Linked DNA regions of Sus scrofa: region 2 is linked to region 1. The links are chromatin contacts, called in public Hi-C maps. All regions are on one chromosome and are shown on one strand. Each heading gives the region's core, a stretch centred on a gene start, on an enhancer-like site or on the middle of the called end of the contact. The rest is flanking DNA. Distances are from core to core; before and after follow the strand shown.

The links. Hi-C and Micro-C count contacts between places; a contact is called where the count stands out from the background.
Region 2: a Hi-C map of embryonic fibroblasts shows a contact between it and region 1, with 4 times the contacts expected there. The contact joins the promoter of NKX3-2 here to the promoter of RAB28 in region 1. A contact is called at or near these places in 1 of 5 promoter capture datasets (liver), 7 of 47 Hi-C or Micro-C datasets (embryonic fibroblasts, fetal heart ventricle, heart right ventricle and 2 more) and 1 of 2 datasets of contacts at active chromatin or transcription factors (alveolar macrophages).

The regions. Positions count from the first base shown.
Region 1 is chr8:9,122,264-9,127,592 of Sscrofa11.1, forward strand. It overlaps RAB28 (RAB28, member RAS oncogene family), which reads right to left and starts at 2,765. Exons shown (of 7, transcript NM_001123175.1): 1 at 2,691-2,765. The coding sequence starts at 2,765.
Region 2 is chr8:9,180,503-9,185,591 of Sscrofa11.1, forward strand. NKX3-2 (homeobox protein Nkx-3.2) reads right to left here and starts at 2,838. Exons shown (of 2, transcript XM_003356860.4): 1 at 1,726-2,838; 2 at 1-278. The coding sequence starts at 2,191.

The DNA of each region.
Region 1 (5,329 bases), core at 1,515-4,014:
TATCTAGATATCGTGCTATCTTTCACATTCAATAATTTCTCACAAGTCATTGTATAAGTACTTTTCTTAAAACAATTATGAAGTGAACACCATCAACTATAAATGTAACTTTTTTATCTGATTCTTTATAGTTTTTGTTTGGTAAACTTTTACTAACAATTTTTAATCAGAGTACATGTATTAATACTGAAAAAACACCATGAAGGAATAATCTGCCTCAAAAAATCTTAAGAAATATGTAATAAAACACAAAGCATGAGTCAAAACAGGAAAGAAATAGAAACACGTGTTAATAGGAGGAGGAGCTAAATTTCTCTTGCAGGAACTCTTAGTGGTCATTTCAATACTCTCCTGCTTCTGTCAGGGTATATAAAAATGCCCTGAGTTAAAACTAGCAAGAAAAACTGAGGCAAAAAGAAAATGGCCAGAAGTTAAATCAGGATACAAATAAGAACTAAAGAGAGGCTGAATTCATAAATGAAAAGGAGGGTAAAAGAAATAGAATGGAAATGTCGGTAGCTGCCAATAATACACCAATAATATGAAAGCTGAATAGTGTATGGGGGGAAAAAAAAGCTTGATATACAAAAAACAAAAAAAGCTTAATTTCTGATGCTGGTATCCAGAAATTTCTGGCAGAAAAAGCCTTTACATTTTAAAATAGATAAGATGACAAAGACTAAATCAGAACACCATAAAGAGTATCACTGTTATCCTTTGAAGTGCGATAGCCCTAATTCGACAATACAAATTGGAAAAAAAATGCTTTGTCCTACACTAGATAGAATTTTAGACAGAGAGGAAAAACCCTAATTATCACACTAAATTAGCAACAAAGGGAAAAAGTGTGAAAGGCCAGATGAAAAACCTAGATAGGAAATTGTGAACAAATTTCAAAAGAGAAATGCATGAATGATAATGGATGAATATTGGGATAAAAAAAGAATTACGATAGAATGTAGGATAATGGACATTTCTGTGTCTTCATACAAGTGTATTAGTGTTATAGATAGTCACTATAATTTAAACAGGAAATAACTTCAGTTATAGTTAACCATAAAAATATTTGGAAAATGAAAAATTAGAAGTCATTCAAAAGAAAGTACAAATGAGAAAACTATAAAAATATCACTTAAAGTTTTTTCTTAATAAGGATGTTAGAAACAATGCTGATTTATTTAAAACAATTCATCCATTCAAAATACTGTTGTAAATGTACAAAAAATACTTCATTTAAAAAGCGACTTAAATTCCTTCCTTCCTCAAAATGTTTAAAAGTAATCAGAACATATTAAGTTGTTTTTCCTCAACAATAAAAATCAATAACAAATACCAAGAATGGCCAGAGTGAAATTAACAAGAGTTCTCCAAATTTTACATATGAATGACACGTTTCTCGGGGCCCTAGCAACGCAAATCTGAGGGAAGGACAGGAACAGCTGTGCAGTGACAACTGCCAAGGAAAATGCAGCAAGCAGTCCTCACCACAGACACCCGGGTCCAAACTACACCCGTAACACGGAAACATGAAGGTGAAAACGGAAACCCTGCCTTTCCGAAGATTCTTGTTGGGAAAAGGGATTGGGAGAAGAAAGAAGATAAACTTTAGCAATATTCCCAGGAACAGTGTTGACGCTACTAATACAAGCAACAGGTGTGAAGGTTCCCAGGGCAGAGGCTTTTCACCTTATTTGGAGAATGGATCATAAACCGCTTTAAGACCTTATGGACCCTCTCCAAAAAGCAAACGCAATGTTCAGTCCATTTCAGGAGCTCCACAATCCTGGGTTAAAAACCTTGCCTATAATGTAAGGGGACTGCCTACCAGATATTCATACACTCAGTCTCATTCGCTCAACCAACTGTCACCAAAGGACAGACTTTAAGTCAAGGATCCCCTCCTCAGGCTGGCAGCTCCGCCCTCAGCATCCGGCCCAGAATAGGAGCTTAACAGACTTTTGCTGAATGAATGCTTGTGTTGACAGGTGCTGTGCTGGTAACAGAGATGAACAGGTATGATGCTCTAAAACAGGAACTCACGTTTACTGAGTGCACACCATGTGCGGAAAGCTTTATGTGGACTTTCGCATTTAATGGAGATCTGCACACTTCACCCTTCAAGGCGACCTTTATCAACACACCCATCTTACAGACGAAGCACAAATAGGATAGCAATTAGCCCTCCAAGGACCCGACCAGTGAGTGCTGGAACCCCAATTCTCTCAGCCAGGGAAGCAGACGCAGAGTCAGGCTCTTGGGACCTCCCAGTGCAGTGGAGGCATCAGAAACGGTAAACGGGGGGAAAGGAGCAGAGTGACGTGAACCAAAGAAAAAGAGGTGAGCCGCTTTGGCGGACCCCTGCCAGTCCTCAGAGGCGAGAGGCTGGAAAGCGTCCCAGGCAGACGATGCTGGCTCGTGTCTTGAAGAAACAGGAGTTCGGGATCCGGGCAGAGAGTTAGGAAGTGACCTTTGTGAAAATAATAATAGGAATAATAGAGAGAGCTGGATAGCTCTCGTCGGACTTCACCGAGCGCCTAATTCGCGTCTGGCCCCAGGCCACGACCTGGCGGATCCCAGCCCACGAGCCCCAGGGCTCGGGGATACAGGACGACGCCGGGAGGCGGGGAGGAGGCTGGGGCCGCGCCGGGGTTCCCGCAGGCCTGGCACGGAGGGCCCACTCGAGGACTGACCTTCCCGGAGGTGCCGTCCCCCAGCACGACGATTTTCAGTTGCCGGTCCTGGCTCTCCTCCTCGGAGTCCGACATGGTGTCCCAGGAACCAGGCCCGCCTCCCCTCCCTCTCCCACTCCCGCCGAAGGAGTGCAGGAAGGGAGGGGGTCTCCGGGGGCGGGGGAGAGGAGGAAGGGCGGCAGCGGAGGGCAGGGTCCCCCCCGCCCCGGCGTCTCCGCGGGCGCTGGAGCTTTCCTGGGAGAGTCACTCGCCGGGCGCCATCTTGCCCGCCTCCCCTCCCCCTGCGCGCGGCCCCGTCCCCTGCGCGTTACGTCGGGCGCTCGCCCCCCGCCCCTGCGCTAACCCGCGCCCACTGTGAGCCTCCTAGGCGCGCCGGACCATCCGCCGGCCTGCGAGGAGGGGGCGTTCGAACGCCGCAGGCGGGACGGGGCGCCACCCTCGCAGGCTTAGTTGGCGGAATTTAAAAAAAGCATGTGTATCATTAAACTTGGGTAGAAAAATGGAAGCAGAGCTTTGCACAGATGTTCTATGAATTTCTCTCGTTTACATCTCCCCACCCCCCCGTGAAGGTCCCTGATGCGAATGGTTTAGCCCGAAGGGGCGGGAGGGGGGTGTGACGCCCGGGCTGCGCGCCGCGGTTGCCAGGGAAGCCAGAGCCGGAGGAGAGGCGGAGGGGCGGGGCCCGGGGCCGGTCTCAGGCGCACAGGACGCCGGTTGCCCGGCGGAGCGCGCAGTGGTGGGGTCTCTGGAGCCGTGCGAGCGCTGGGGGTCACACCCCAGGAAGAGAGGTTGCGCGGCCGAAGAGAGGGCGGTTGCTGAGGACGTCGCTGCTGGGCGGCGGCGAGGCTGCGGTAGTTGCCGGGAGTGGAATATAGCTTTGATGCTGCCTTCTCTTCGCCTCTGAAACCCTAGATTTCTTCGTACAAACCATGGAATCCGATGGTTCTTACACGAAAGTCATAAGCTAGAACAGCAGTTCTCAAAATGGGGTCTGGGGAACCCTGAATGTCTAATAAAGTCGAAACTATTCTCCTGATTAATTCAAACAACTTTTTTTTTTTTTTTTGCTTTTGCTTTTTTCGCGTTCATGCTCTCACAAATATACATAGAAGTTTTCCAGAGGATTCATGATGTATATGACATAACCACTCTGACAACTAAGGAAGCAAGCCTGTGCTTGTCTTTCTCATTCAAATCCTTCTCAGGATTCATTTCAATACAGTAATGATAGCTGTAATTTACGTAAGCGAAAGCTCTTTGGGATCCATAATAAGAGTGTAACAGGAGGTTGTGAGCCCCAAACGTTTGGAAACTGCTGTTTCAGACGGATGATTTCAGTCTTGTAGGGTAGGTCAAAGACGTAAGTGAAAATTTCAGTATAGTGGTATAAATTCTGCAATAATCCACCTACTATGTTTGTCTCCTCGTGAGTTACTTTACAGGGATTATCACGTTCGGTCCTCATGGAAACCCCATAAAATAGGTAAAATTATCTCACTTTACAGATGAGGACTCTTAAGTCACCAAAAGCTTGTCTCAAGGGCAGTAGTCCTGGAAAGGATAGGGGAATTCAAATGAGACAGCAGTACGGTGTAAAGAGGTACCCATCCCTAGCAGCAGCACTGAAATTCTAATCACAGACCTGCCCTTGCCAGATGTGTGACCTGGAGTCACAATGGCCTTATCTATAAAATAGAAGCACTACCTCCTTCATAGGGTTGTGAATAAATGAAGTAATCACTGCAGTGTAACATAACATAATACCTGCCATATAATAAGCACTCAGTACTAACCAGTATAATTATCACCCTCACCTTCCTCATTAGACCTGGTCCATATTGGAGCATCACTGCTTTCTACACATGCTACCTTAAACAGGATTCCTGTGTAGAACCTCCATCCCTTCATCTGTAGATAAGGCTATCCAAGTAGTCACTCCCCAGGTGCTGTCAGATCCAGTTCTTACCCTAGTCCCCACCACCAATACCAAGGACTTTCCACATCACTGGATATGTTAATGAGAATTAGAAGAAAAAGATATGTGAAAAACTTTGCAAAGTTATTTGTTCATGTTAATCTGAGGAATCTGCTTCTAATGAAGACAGATTTAACCCCTTCTTGTCCAAGAAGGCAGTTAACCTGGCAGCAGTTGGCTTTTCCACTTTTCCTTCACAGAGACGGTAATGTGACCTAGTCTGACCAATGAGACAGAAGAGGATTCCTCCTTTGGGAGACATCTGGGAAAGATTTTCCCCTCTGATTTAAAGGGAGAAGAAAATAAAAAGGAGAGATGCAGAAAGAAAGATCTCTCCCTCCCTTCCTTTGCTGTCATTTGGGTGAGAACATGATGCTTGCACCTGCTACAGCCTTCTGCACCGCACTGTACTGGCTTCTGGTCATGGGAGATAGTCCTCAGGTACTTTAGCGATGTGTTCCATCACTTGGAGACAAAAACATCCCAACTGATACAAATACTTTGGCTAAAAGCTAGAGTTAGATAAGGCCCTAGGACTGATTTTCATGTGTCGTTTCATACGAAGGGAAATCCAGAAGAAAGCTTTGCATTTTCTAATCACCAATTTCCTAGACAACCCCTCTGATGGAGAGACAGATTCATCCATTTACGTGGATACAGATTC
Region 2 (5,089 bases), core at 1,588-4,087, 58 kb after region 1:
TTTCAGCGACGCGGCCAGGTCTGCACGCTCGGGCCCGGACAGGTAGCGCTGGTGGTTGAAACGGCGCTCCAGCTCGAAGACCTGCGCATGGGAGAAGGCGGCGCGGGAGCGCTTCTTGCGCGGCTTGGGAGCCGCGGGCTCCTCCTCCTCCTCCGCGCCGCCCGCCGGCCCGCCGCCGCCGCCGCCGCCACCGCCGCCGCCGCCGCCTCCGCACAAGGTGGGCACGCGTGCGCCACCGGTGCCAACACCGTCGTCCTCGGCCCTCGGGCTGCGGTCGCCTGCGGACCCGGTGGGAACAGAAACAAGAGACTGTCAGCGCTGCAGAGGAATGAGGTCCGTCCTCAACCGCGGAATGGGTGTGGGGGGCGGAAATACTCTTTGATCCCACCCGAGTGATAGGAAGAGCCTGGAAGCCGCGGGTCCGGGAGACGAGTCTTAGAGCCCTGTTCCACTCGTTTCTTGTATCTTGTCTTGTTATGAGTGGGCAAAGGACTCAGGCGCTCTATCAACGCTGTGCTGCCAAGATCCAGCTCCCTGCCCTCTCTGGGCTCAGGCTCCCTTCAGCAACGTGGGTTTTGGGGCCTGAGCATCCTTGCAAGCCTTCTCCGCTCTCAGCGCTGAGACCTGAGGTTCTAGATGGCCTTTCAGAATCCCTTCCTGGGTTCACCCACCTCCCCACACCCGCTCGCACACACTCGTCACCACAGCACACTCGCGTTAGCTGCTCCTAAAGGGAAAATGGGGAGACAGATCCTGGAGACAAGCAGTCAGAGGCTTACGGCCCCACCCACCTGAAACTGTGAGGAGGGGGCTGTGGCAATAGGCTTCTCCCTCTCTCTTCGAAAAGCAATGAAAAGAGAGCTGGGAATTGGGGGTGAAGGGGGGTGTCTGCTTGGACCCTAATCTGACGCCAGCTCCTTGGCGTCTTTCCCGCTGTCCCCGCAGCGCCCTAGCAGAGAGGTCCAGCACTCTAGCCTGCAGCAGATACTAGTTGTTTGGGGCCAGCACGAGGCCTACAGCACTGTCCAACGGAGGGGCAGGCTCGAAGGTCTGAGGTTTTTCTGACCAAGTGACTGTGCCTGCTCGTGGCTGAGGAGATGCCTCTCCCCGCTGAGTATGGGATGACCTAAATCAAGCCCCTCTACCAGCAGCTGGCTGCAAGGTTTACCTTCAGCTCTCGGGTCCTCAGCCCAGCGCAGCTCTCTCGGCCGTGGGGTCTGGGAAGCTAAATAAACCCTTCTCCCAAAGCTCTGGCTCGGTTGGCCTTGGGCCTGCTTAGATACCCTCCTACCTATCTCTGAGCAGTGGGGCCTGGCTCTGGGATTTCCAGCTGGGAACACCTCTGATCTCTGGGCCAGGGCCAGGGCACTGGCCACCCGAGATGTCTGGGCTCCCTGGCTCTTCCCTTTCATTGATTTTGGAGATCTGGGGACAGACTAAGCTGAAGGCACTAACAATGGACTCAAAGCCAGGGTGCAGTGCCCAGTTCTAAAACATCCTGTCTCAGTTCGCAGGACTCTGAGAAGCTGCTTGGTCCTCTCTCGGGCTCAGTTTCGGAAGCGGCGGGTTTTAAGGGCAGCCGGCGCCGGCATGCAGAACTTAGGTCTTGGACACTTTGGGGCCCCAGGGCGCAGGGTGCTTACGGCGGCCCACCCTACTCGGCGTGGCTGCCCTCCTTTCCCAAGCCCTCAGCCCAGCCCCCTTCCCGGTGAAGCCTCAGCCGACCTGAGACGCTAGCCGACATCTCGCTGTCGCTCCGGCCCGCGGCTTCCTCGTCCAGGTCCTTGGCGGCGGGCAGCTCGCAGACCGTCTGGCCGAGGCCCAGGGTCCCTCCTGCACGGCAGGCCCCGCTGGCCCCCGGCGCGTCCTTGCAGCGTCGCCCGCCCTCGTTCTCTTCGCTCAGCGCCGAGTCCGAGTCCCAGCCTCCCGGGCTCTCCGCGGTCCGCCCCGCAGCCGTTCTGGTCCTGGCAGGCGACGCCAGCAGAGAGTCCTCGGCGCCCCCCAGAGCGCCCGCGTCTGTTTCCCCAAAGAGCCGCCAGCAACAGACAGCGGGCGCCGAAGCCACTGCCACCGCTGTGCCCCCGGGTACGGGGCGCCCCTCCGGCGCGGGCAGAACGCCGCGCTCCTCTTTCTTGTTGAGGATCGCCTGGATGGAGAAGGGCGTCAAGGTGTTGGCGCCGCGCACAGCCATTTGCGCCGCGGGCCGGAGCGGCCAGCCAGGCAGGCGGCTGGGGCTCGCGGCAGCACCGAGCTGGATGGAGCGCGCGGGCCGCCGCTGCGCGAGTGAGCCCCGCGCGCGAGGCCCCTGCAGCCCACTCCTGCGCTGCCCAGCAGCCTCCGCCCCCCTCTGGCCCGGCCGGGATCAGCGCCGACCCTCACCCCCACTTCCGAGGCCCACCCCACCCGGAGACCCCCCTCCCCCCCAATCCAGCTCCAGACGCTCTCCTTTCGTAGCTCAGCTGGATTATCTCATCGCCTCGCGCCCTTAGGGGCGGGCCGGGGTCTGCCCCTCGGAGGACGTGGGGGGAGGATCGGCGAGGCCCCTCTGCGGCTGCAATCCCCTCCTGAGCGCCTCTGGGGCGCACGGCCCGAGTCACTTTTTCTTTGCGCCTCTGCCTCTTCCCTGTCTGCACGATTTCACTCCTGGATCGTCGTCTCCTTTCCCTGTTGGGCTGGCTCTTCCGGAGCCCACCCCTGGTGGCTGTGGCTGCGGTGGGGGCGACGGCGGCCGTTGAATTCCAAGAGACACGGGGCACCTTTTTACCCCCTGTCCTGGTTTTATCTGTTTCTTCTCTCTTTCCTTCCCCAGAGTTCCACCGTACCCCACCCCCTCCCGCCCGGGTGTCATTCCTCACTGCTGAGTGACAGCCTCAGGCCACGCCCCTTCACTGGGCGGTACCGGACTCTCTCGGCCGCCCATTGGTTGGCTCCTGCTGGGCGACGTTGACTTGAACAGACAAAACTGGGCACGTTGCGCGGAGAAAGTCAGGGTCTGCCTTAACCCCTTTCCTCCCAAGCCTGGTGCTCGAAGCCTCCTCCAGCAATCGAGAGGCTCGTCCACCTAGATTCGCTGTCTGAGAAACCGCGTTTCTTACCTCTATAGACATACCCACCTGATCTAGCACTTTCATGGAACAGGCTATTTAGTTGAGTCAGATCTGGGAGGGAAACCCAAGATAATGCTGTTCTATAAATCGCCCGCGTAGTTTCTGTTCTCTAGGAAGATTTATAGGTTTGAAGAACAAAATGTTTCTTTTCCCCTGACAGTTTCACTCTCTCCTCACTGCTAATTCTTTTTCTCTGAAATAATCAGTAAATTAAAACCACCTTAGAAATAGTTTCCTTTCCTCACCGAATTTTATTTGATTCAATTTCTATAGAGGAATTAAAAAGAAAAAATGGTACAAATACAACTAAAATCAGGCGAGACATTGGAAGGTATCTTTGGGAGAGTTTCTGGAAATTGCGCTGTCATTTCTCTGGGTAGTCAATATTGAATATACTTGGAGTTTGCTAAATTTTACACGAGGAAGAAAATCAAAACTTTTTATTTGTTGTTTAAATATTCGGTTACATGTGAATTGACTAAAATTAGAAAAAGGTATGTTTGTTTAAAAGATTATCTGGGAATTACTATAATAAAGGTCCTAAACTGCAATATTAATTAATGCCCTTTTTAAAAATGAGCAATGCATTGTTTTACAGAGCAGCAGCCAAGCAGAAAAACCCACAAATGTTGTGAGTATATCCAAATACTTGTTACTTTTTTATATTATTTATTTTTAAATTAGAATTTTTGCTCAAGTACCATAATTGACCGTCTCCCGTAAATTTTTACCAGAGGTTTAAGTTAAAGTCAAACACACAATTTGAATTATTAAATAAATTTAAAGAACTGTGATTTTAATTTAATAAATTCCTGGGATTGGTGTTTTTTGGTGCCACTAAAACAAATAATATTCACCCTTGTAGTTTTCTTTTTGGTGTCTCTTATTCTGCACTGAAGGATGAAATACACATGTAAGTCATAGGATCAGGATCAGTGGAGGCAGGTAGGGTTTGCAACATCTATACTTTCCAGCATTTCAGCCACGTGATGCTCTTTTGCATCTCAAATACACTACAGCGCAGCTCCAGTAGAGTACGTAGGGAAAAAACCCACCCTTGCCCTCTTATAGCTCTTTACCACTACTTCAGTTTTCAGGAAAAGGTGTTTAAATTTTGTGTTAGTGAACTGCAGGTATAAGCAAAGACATGCTCTTCAGACCCAGAGGGAGAACAGAACAGAATGCTTAAGGAGGTTTCCAAGGAAAGCTGTCTTTCCGTCCTTCTGCCAGCCTTCAATTATTCTTTGTTACCTCCTCTCCCATCACCCAGGACAATTGGTTGTTACTTGCTGGGGGCGAGTTGAGAAGGACACGGATCCACACAGATCACCCAGCTGAGAAAGGGACAGGTGTGAAGTGTGTGTTCAAGACAGTCATCCTTTTGTAGGGTTAGGACTTGGTGTGGACAAGCATAGGATGAGTTCAGACACACAGACATGCAGAGAGATGTTTGAGGGTTGGATGACCCAATATTAGAGTAAGCTTGGGGGGCTATGCAAAGCTTCCTTAAAAGTACAACCACCACTTAGCCACCCCCCTCATTTTTTAAAGAACCCCAAATCAAAGTAGAATATACCCCTTGCCACAGGCTTAGGCAGAGAGTTTCAAAGCTTAGAAGGATGCGGTTCGGTGATTGCGAGTTGTCTGGTTTTGTGTGTTTGCCCGGGACGAGTAAGAAAGTGGCCGCATTCCGAGTCTTCAGGAGGCGCCCAGCGAGGGGGGTGCGTGTCATTTCGGGCAACTGCGGCGGAGGTCTGGGGAAGGACTGCAGGCAGGGCCGGGAGTTGGTTGTTGGCGGAGAGTAAACACACCGGTCTGGAACTACAACTACAAGCTGCATCTAGTAAGGGGTTGGGTGGGAACGAGAAGGCTTTGGGGGCCGGTGAGCCGAAGTGGTCTGATACACAAGATATTTTGCCCCGGTACCTGCAGAGTCGAGGCCGGCGAGTGGGGATGTTTGGCAAGGGCTCAGCAGGTCAGCG